2 separate regions of the Rattus norvegicus genome follow, and region 1 is linked to region 2. The links are chromatin contacts, called in public Hi-C maps. All regions are on one chromosome and are shown on one strand. The core of a region is the stretch at or near the end of the contact, and the rest is flanking DNA. Distances in the headings are between cores, read along the strand shown. Region 1 holds the start of Pam (peptidylglycine alpha-amidating monooxygenase). Region 2 has its middle 83 kb from the start of Pam.

Region 1 (4,838 bases), core at 2,162-4,661, 83 kb after region 2:
TACAGCCCCAACTCACTACCCAACAGTTTTCTAGAGTTAAAACCCATAGAGGCATAAGCTGTAAATCGTCCTTGCCTGGGGACGTTATGGAGGTATAAACAGTGTATGTGCTTGGTATTGCAGATAAAATGGGCGCCCGGGATTTCTGTCTCCAGGAAGTAGTCTTTATGGCTGCATCTCAAACACGCCACGCCCTCTTCCCCACCTGGGCGTTTCTGCTCCTGCTGTCTGCTGTACTGGGCACGCCCAGGCTGTGCCTTCTGTTGACGTTGCCATCCAACACTTCTTGTTCATCCCATCTTGAGGACACTTCCCTTTCTCAGACATCTGAGTCTTTTCTGGTCTTTTCTGGGACTAGTGCTCCCATCAGTTGTGTGAAGTTCTTACCTCCTGAATAACTTGCCTTCTCTCTTTAATGTTAGTCATCCGAACAAACACAAACACAGATCACAACGTTTTGTGCATTATAGAAAATTAAGGAGCTTTGAGTGAGTAAAGGCATTATGTTGGGATCATATAGTATGAATTTTAAACACGTTGAGAGAAAAGATTGGAATGTTTCATATCCTACATTAATAGGGATTATGAAAATGAAGTGGTAGTGGTGAAACATATTTATTGTCATATCATAATGTGTATTCTGTCTTTGAAAGATTTAAGAATCATAATTTTCTTTCAGTTCGGTAGTAAAGGGTATTGTATCTATGGTTGCAAATACCATCTGGGCTTCTGCCCACAGCTTCTCTTTCCTTTAAGTGGGTGGTTTAGGGACATCAAAGGTAATAAAATCAATCAGGGAGTTAAGTGGAATTTTATTTCCAAGGCTAGTATACTTAAGGGCGTGTTCCTCTTACAGAATTTTAACAGTAAGTTTGTTTTCCAGTGTTTTGTTTAATCCTTGCAAGCTCAAACAAGGACCGTCCTTGAATCCTGTTCTGAATGACACAGAATTCCTTTCCTAATATATACATGTTTTTTTTAAAGAGAACTTCAGAAAATGTTCAACATTGTTACTTGCCAGGACTGTACTTGGTTGGCACTAAGACAGTGGCCTCGCCTACCACACTAACATCCCCATCCCCAGGAGGCTTCTTTACCCAGAGTAAGGACAGCTCAAGGTTTTTGTCACTGATCTCAAACAGGGAGCCAAAGGCAAAAGTTCAAACAAACACTAACAGTCTTTTAAAAAAACATCATCGCTTATGCAAATCACCTGTGGCCCTTGGGTGCTGGTGAACCTCAAGCATCCCTGAGGTAGTGGGAACATTAAATTTTAGTTTATTTATATTTGGTATGTGGTGTGTAACTTAGATGGTCCTGGCCATGATTGAGTATTATTCAGTTTACAATTAAAGTTTATTTATTTTTTGATTTTTACATGCACGTGTACACACACACACACACACACACACACACACACACACACACGGCTTAGCTCCACTATGCCATCAGTTATAGCGGGAAATTTAGAGGCTAGCGTATTATTGTGGAGAATGTCTAAATTATCGACTTATTCATTTGATAATCCAATTGAACTTAGAACTCCTGCTTGCTAAGTAAGCTTAAGCTGTCCCCCCAGCTCCTGACTTTTGTTCCATTTACTGTTATTCATGAAATCAACTGATTTGACATTCTCTGCACCATATTTATAAATATGGGTTAAACATTTAGAGCTCTGTTGTATAGAAGCTATTTTTCACAATGGGAACGAGACATTTTACATTAATGCCGTATCGTTCTCAGATTCAACACCTAATCTGGACAGTGTTCAGCGCAACTAGTAAAGTCATAGCGTGACTATTTTAAGAGTTTAGCTCAGTTGAGCTGCCCATGGAATGTCACATTTTCTGAGAGGCCTCTACAGAGGAAGTTTCCCCTAAGCCTGAAGGGGTTAACATTGAGGATATTGACAAAGTTAGCCCAGGGGAAAAGCATACTAACTTAAACGCTTGGGAAAGGGGGGGAGGGGGAGCACAGTATAGTGGACAAAGATGGGATTGTGACTCTCCCACTAGCCAGAAATATTAGGAACATGCTGCTTTTTCTGTAAGGGGGGTGGTGTTTGCAGAATGTAGACTGCACATTTTTATTGGCTTAATTAAGGCTCCAGAAAGTCACCCCTTTGGTATTCACATGTGCCTGGTACATGGTCTGGTCCTGGGAGTCTGTCCAGTAGAGTCCGTTCCTGTCTCCTGTACTGAGACAGTAGGGTTTCAGGCTAAGCATGGGAGACAGCTCTGTTCCCTTCTCCAGCTGGATTTTCATACGGGAGAAACGGAGTGTGTAGAGAGGAGGAAGAATCATAAGAGGACCTTGATTTTAGTACCTCCTTTTAAAAGGCTGTTGATTTCCTTGTCCTAAAATTATTCAGCGTAACGACGTCTGCCATAGTTTTGAGGTCTCCTTCCCTGAGCTCCCCCATCTCTTACTCATATTAATAGGGAGTTCTTGATGATAGCCTTTCCAGAGATACTGCATTTAGAGGATGGCTAAGACCCCTCCCGCTCCACTCCCACCCTTTCCTAGTTGTGTTACCCGTTTCTAAACTTTATGGAGGATAGAGTATCTTTGGGGCAGCATGCCACAATGGGAAGAAATGATTGATTTGGATACTAGATGCCAGCTTTTGAATGGGCATTTGCAAAGCACATACAGTTAACTGTAGAGTTTTAGAGTAATACTGAGAACTTGGGCAATTGCTTATATAGAGATGCCTGTCTGTGCAGGCGGTGGGTATCTCTTTCTCTTCTCATCTGTAGCCCTGTGGTGCTTGTACATGAAATGTCTTTGTTCTCATCTTTTCTGCCCGATTATCGTGGTCTCTAAGTGCTTTGTCTTCGCCTCTCTGGTTTAGTCCTTTTTCCTTAGTCAGTGATCTGAGTGAATAACTTTGTTTACATTGAACGGAGATCTGGAGCAGGGCTTCCCCCCCACCCCCATGAGATGAGAGAGTAATAGAGAGAGAAACCCGTAGAAGTGGGCTAGATAGAAGGGAATGTAGGGTGAAGAGCCAGGTAAAAATCAGAACAATAAAATAAAAAACAAAAACAAACGCGGAGTGGGTGTTGGGGAGGAAGAGCGAGCTAAGGGCAGGACTGGGGCTTTGCTCAGGGTCGGTGAAGTCGCGGGGGCTTGTCGCTGGGGTGGAGAGAGATCAACAGACCAGCATTTTCCCCAGGCTTGGGCGCAAGCTTGTGAAACTCCTGGTGTATTAAGGAACCTCAGCTGGGATTTGCTGAGGACAAATGCTGTAATGTGTTAGTCATCCATTATCTGCTTCTATTTTTGCAGGTTCCGAATGATGACTGACGCGGGTCTGCGCGATAGCCCTCACAGCCCCTGGCATTGCGAGCGATAAGGACCCTGCTCCTCCAGCCCTGTGGCTGCCACCGGCTCTGGCCGCTCTGGAGGGCGGGCGGCTCCAGCGGGCGGGCGGAGCGGACTCCAGAGCCGCTTCCCACGCGTCGGGAGCGGACCGAGCGGACCCGGCTGGCCGCGCATCGCCCTCGCCCGGGGCCATGAAGTAGCTGCGGCCGCCAGCCCTGCCATCCCGCCGGCCCGGCCACTGCCCGCTGCCCTGGTCCTGCGCGGACATGGCCGGACGCGCCCGCAGCGGTCTGCTACTGCTGCTGCTGGGGCTGCTCGCCCTGCAGAGCAGCTGCCTGGCCTTCAGAAGCCCACTTTCTGTCTTTAAGAGGTGCGTGCTCGGCTTGTTTGTTTCCTTTAGGCAGGAGGAAGGAGGTTGGGGTGGGTTCTGTGTATGCTCCTTAGAAATGTAGTCACTTGGAGTAGCCTGGTCTTTGAAAAAAAAAAAAATCTCCACAAGGCTGATTTTCTCTACCCAAACGTCTCGCAATTTTAGCTCAGTAACTTCTCCTGAAGTGCCCCTTGCATTAAAAGCCCACTCACAGTCCTGTAGCCAAGCTGCTGCTATCCTGGCTTTCGGAACACCAATTAGAAGTTGTGATTTCCAAAACTAATCGCACCCTCTTGGGGAAATATTTCAGAAACTGCAATATAGTTGTTTAGACTTGAATGCCTTCCTATATGTAACAGCTGGAGGAATAAAATATCAAGATAGATCGGCGGTGGGGAGAAGATCATTGGCTGTAATAGCTCACTAGGAAATATCGAGCTGTATACACGCACCTCGTAATTACCATATGAAATATTTATGTACTTGTACGTGTGTAATTCACATCGCAGTGTTTATTTCGCCCTCATATAACTGCACCTAGCAAGGCTGTGCCTAAGGTTTTCTGTTGTTTGTTTCCTATTAGTAATGTTGGGCACTCAGAGTTGACAAAATGCCAGTGGGTTACGATTCAGTCTTGCCACTAGAAAATCAGCGTGTGCGTGAGGACGATAGCGTCTTCATCAAGTAGAAATATGTATTATGAGCACTTATTGGGTCGAACCTCAGACCCTGCTTAGTTCTTCTGGTTTTATTTTGCTTACAAATTGGTTATAAGTTAATAATCCTTAAACTTAAGGGCATAGGATTTATTTCTACCCTTCCAATTATGCTCAAGAATGTTCAAATTATCTTCTTAAGGTTTAAAGAAACTACCAGATCATTTTCCAATGAATGCCTTGGTACCATTGGACCAGTCACCCCTCTTGATGCATCAGATTTTGCGCTGGATATTCGCATGCCTGGGGTTACACCTAAAGAGGTGCGTGGAATTCTGTACTTTATTATCCACCTGTTCTGTGCACGGTCTAAAACTGAAGGTAGGACAAGGCACTCGCATTTATAGCTGTACTAAGCTCTTTGCTTTCATACTTTTCAACTGAGGCTGGAGTATTGTGAAGGGGGTAAGACTTCAGGGGAGGAT
Region 2 (4,891 bases), core at 1,191-3,690:
CTGGAGTCCTTACTTTGGTCTTCCCCTATCCAGTGTGGCATTATAATTGATGTATTGATGTTGTTTTAACCGGATACAGGAGAAAAACAAGCTTTCTCATAATTAATATTATTAAACCGTATGAATTGTGCTTCAGCCTTCCGAGGGAAGATTATAAAGAAAACGAAGGTAGTTCGTTGAATTGGGGTTAAAATGGGCGATCCTGCAGGAATCCCACACAGCATGTGACGGGTATGCAGAGGTTGGAATATTCTCTCAGAGCAATGTTTGATGTACTACTCCACTTGACCTTTAAGAAGCCACTGATAACCGACTTTGATCGGTTAAACGGAAGGAGATCCAGCATTGTCCCACAGACTGGTTGATTAATTTAAATCCATAGATGTAGTCTTGCCTGAATGCCCTTTGCAAGGTCCATGTACAGAAGGGATGTTATTCAGAAGCACTGAGCCCAGTCTGGCTGTCCGACTCTTTCAGCTCTGCTGGACCTCTTAGGCTGCAGGCATCATCCTTAACCCCTTAATGCCCGCTTCAGCTCCTGTGCATGCTCCAAATTTCCTTCCATCCGCGTTCTGTTTGTAGCCTAGGGAAGAGGTATTTTACATCAGACTAATTGAAGGGCTAAAATAGGAAGTTATCTTCAACTAGGTTCTTTAGAAAAAAAAAACATTAGAGCTTAATCCCCCACTTCTTCTGAGGATCGTAATCAAAATTAGAATCACGAAATGTTGAAATAAGTTTTGGGCATTAAAGTAAGCCACATGTATAATTCCTTGCCTTTTAGATTCAAGACACTAAGGGCTTTGTTATCTGTGTTCAGTTCAGGATATGTGTCTAAGATGCAGGGCCCTTGGATGAGTTAAAGAAGTACAGTAAGGGGATAATCCTTGACCTTTAAATGAAAGCAAATTTTAAATTCTTCGAGGATAAAATGGAGTAGCTTCATTTTTTTTTTTCTTGGACTGAGAAGTGGCCTCACCACCTTCTTACACCACCTTCTGGCCGTCACAGGTGCTGCATGCATACGGTGCACACTCATACAAGCAGGCAAAACACCTCTACACATAATATGAGGAGATCCCCGGGGTGCTGGGGGCGGGGGTGACTGGGAGGGAGGAGTGAGCAGGATGTAAAGTGAATAAAAAAATTAAGAATAAAAAGTAATAAAAGACCAAAAAAAAGCCATTAATAAAACAAAACCCAACCAAACCGCACACATACACACACAGAAGAGAAGTTTTCTTCCATGGGCCAGTCTATCGGACGTACTTGCTGAAAAGGTAGCTGCTTATTAGAAGGTAGAGGTCCAGCTGAGAAACATAATGGGAAGTTAGGGAAACTAGAAGTTGTATGGTAGAAATAATGGAATCTAGTTCAGCTTTTATTTTTTGTTTTTGCGTTGTTGTTTTCACCTTTTGAGAGCAAAATTCATATTGGTATTTTAGCATGTCACGTGGGGTTCTTTTTTAAGAGCTTAAGTAAAAGCATTTAATCACTAGTACCTTGCTAACCTGGAAGCAGGTTGTGGAGTTTGTGTTCATTCGCTGTTGACTGAGGGAACGCCGAGCAGAGCACAGAGCTCCGTCTGTCCTCAGTAGAGGCTAGGAAGCAGGTATAGACTCTGCTCTTCAGAAGCTTAGAGGAAGTAGGAAAAATTCATAACCATGAACCATATTTTCTTACTGTTGCTGGCAGGGAAGGGACAGCACACTTGTTCAGTGCAGCCCCTAGCAGTGAGCCACAGTCTTCGACCCACAAAAGAGTGTCTTCAGGGTGGATAGAAAAAGAAAGAGCATTGGAGATTCTGAGATAGGTTTTGGTGGGTCGGTTGGGTTTCGTTGATAGAAAGGGGTGAGAGCAATTCGGAGGCAAAGTGGGGTGGGAAGGTAGGTACTCACGGACTTTCCCGAGAAGGGAGCAGATCCGTTTCTAGAGCAGAGAAAGCCCAGGATTGTCGAGAGAAGGGATAGGCGAGAGCAAAAGGGGGAGGGGTCACTGGGAAGAGAAGGGAGGGGAAACTGCAGTCAGGATGCAATACATGAGACCACAATAAAAAATAGTTTTAAAAGAATCTATCAGCAGATACTGAGTGTGTTGCAGTTCCTCGCCTTCCTTCATTTTTCAGGGGAAAACTGTAGATACTAAGTCTTCTTTCCCAAGCATCTTAGTTCAGAAAATTCAAATCAAACTGCAAAGTGCTACCGGTGTTTTTAATTCCTCAGTACATGTGACCTACCAAAACTAGATCACAGAGATGTTTTAAAACCTCAACTAGGCTGTGATAATTGATGATATTAGAACAGTAATAAAAAAGAAATATCTCAACAGCAACAACAATAACAGTAACAACAACAATAACAAGCCAAAGCTAGACCGGCTCACAGCCACACTGTACCAAATGCTAATCTCTGCACTCTTCACCCTGAAACAGGAAGTGGAGGAGGCTGGGCAGGGTTCAGTGGGCTATGGTCTGAAGTGCTTGGAGGTAAGACTGTCAGTGTCCTATAGGGGGAGCCTTTGAGAAGCTTGCAGTTTAGAATCGTGTCCAGAGGTAAACTGGACAAGATAGTTAAAGACTTATCAAGGACAAAGAAATGACCACGCAACGACCAGAAGAAGGTTTCACTGAAGACAGAAGTCAGTAATGAGACTAGAGAGTTATAAGATGTCAGATGGAGAAGCATCAGGGGACAGGTCACTAAATTTGGCCAGTACCTGACTTTCAATAGGAGGTCAGGCCATAGCCCTTCCTACCAGTTCTTGTACTTTTTTCATTAGCTCAGTGTGGATTTGTCTTAATTAGAATCCCGAATCCCAAATGTAGATCGAAAAACTCCATGCACTTCCAGTGTCTGGAGTTAGGTAATCATTCATTTAACCAAGAGCAGAGCAGCCAAGGGCACTGCTCCTGGGGGTTAGGAGGCAGTGCGGTATGAGCGGATTAAAAGTGCTTTGTCCTAGCCTTAGAGATGTGTAGTGGGGAGAGAGTTCAATGGCCACTGGAGCAGACTGCTCTGGCCTTCCAAGTTGGCTCGAACATCCCTCTGGACTCTAACCTCCCTTTGCTTCTTTTACTCACCAGCTCGAGTTCACATCCGATTAATATACAAGTCAGGCTGAGGGCCTTGTGGGTTCCCTAACTACAGTTTAAAGGTTAAGGTGTTTCCTGAGGGCTAGACTTAGGCATGACAAATACACTCTTACTGTAAAAGAATCATTTTCCATTTTAAGTTTTGATTTGTTTCCGTTTGGGTACCAGTGAAGCTTTCGGATGCTCAAAGAATAAGCCTATTGTTTTTCTGAAGTTAGGACAGATATAAGGGCATATACCTATCCAGCTGGAACCTGTCAGACCACAGGAGGGTGTAGTCCGTTACTCCCAGCTGTGCTTCTAACCTTTGGACCTCGTGTTCCTGTGGGTGGTCTAAATGTGGGTGTGCACTTCACCAGTCGCTGTTCTTAGAATAAACACAGAGACAGACAGGTAGTAGTGTTTTTATGTAAAGTTATCAACTGAAGAATTTATGATCTGTAAGAAGTCAGTGACATTGCACTGTTGGGGGGAAGAAAATTAACGGTGGTGGGAAAAAAGGAATAAGAATATTGAGTAGGATGTACTACATTTAGCTGCTTTTTAAAAATTAATTACAGGAGAATAAAAGCTACCTCAGGGTGAATTGTGGATAGGAGTTAGAGAAATTAGGTCCTTTTCTCCAAAGAAACATCTTTCGCAGACCATGTAATGTGGGCCACCCAGGGCCACTGGCAGGATTTATTTCACCTGGCAATCTTCCGTGTTTTCTTTAGCACTTTATAGTGTTAGAGATCTCGTGGTTTTGCCTGATGTGTGGTTATACTCTTCCTGTGATTGTCCTCTAAAAATAAATCTAACAAACTAGTTTTATTGATGGATCATTTGTCCTTTCTGACTCGCATCTCTGGAAAGGTCAGTGCACCTGCTCCGTTTGATGTGTTTGTTTCCTTGATAGCCTTAATTCACTTTTTCTTTCTAGCTCCACTCAGCTAGGCAGGATCTCTTTTTTAAAGAATGGTTCGAAGCGTCCTTGAACTCCTGTGGTCAGTGTAGGGCCTGGCCCTCCGAAGCTGTGATGAGCCCTCTGTGTATTCAGGTACACAGAGCCTAGTGTAACAGAGGGCACACAGGTGGATTTCTGCCTGTTGAATTAGTGTAATAATTCATAGTTGAATCTTCTTTAAAGTAGAGAATCATATAAAGACTGGAGGACTCTCCCTCAAATATAACACTCCTAATATTTATGTATGGTATGTCTTCTAGATACTTTTCAGTGCATGTTCACAAAAACAGGAATAGTTTGAGATATGATTTTATAGAGGTCGATAACCTTGAACTACAGAGCCTCCTGCCTTTGCCTCCTGATTTCTGGGATTACAGACATGAGCTGGCACATGCAGTTTTGAGCACTAGGGATTGAAGTCAGAGGCCCTCATGCATGGTAATCAAGCCTTCTACCTATGAGCTATGTCCTCCGCCCAACAAATGTTGCTTTTTAAAGAGAAAATTATGCCATATGTATAGGGCAATATATTTTACATTTAGTGTACATGGTATGTGGTACATAGTGTGTGTGTGTGTGTGTGTGTGTGTGTGTGTGTGTGTGTGTGTGTGCGCGCGCCCGCAGGAGCACACATGTGTGTTTGCTATTATAGCATGCAACTATAGGAAGCAAGAGAACAGTTGTCAGGAGTTGGCTCTTTCCTACCACCATACCGGTCCTGGGGATCAAGCCCAGGTTGTGGAGCTCAGAATCAAGGAACAGACTTGACCAGCCATCTCCCTAGCTCTTAGTAATTCTCCTGCTCACCTACCTCCATTTTACCGAGCTTGGCCTGTCTCGCCTTTCAAACAGGA

Evidence for each region. A called contact is a pair of places that touch in the nucleus more often than the background predicts.
Region 1: a contact with region 2 is called in a Hi-C map of liver, with 3 times the contacts expected there. The contact joins the promoter of Pam here to the enhancer-like site in region 2. A contact is called at or near these places in 2 of 12 Hi-C or Micro-C datasets (Schwann cells and liver).

Annotation. Positions count from the first base shown.
Region 1 is chr9:105,566,957-105,571,794 of GRCr8, forward strand. It overlaps Pam (peptidylglycine alpha-amidating monooxygenase), which reads left to right and starts at 3,412. Exons shown (of 25, transcript NM_013000.3): 1 at 3,412-3,697; 2 at 4,556-4,676. The coding sequence starts at 3,594.
Region 2 is chr9:105,484,906-105,489,796 of GRCr8, forward strand. It overlaps a transcript of Pam not described here. Among named protein-coding and RNA genes, the nearest start is that of Pam, 83 kb to the right of the region's middle. Within about 2 kb of position 2,441, at least 6 of the 93 cell types and tissues checked have an H3K27ac peak or open chromatin away from gene starts, as enhancers often do. A contact at or near this core is called in liver, where this site is marked.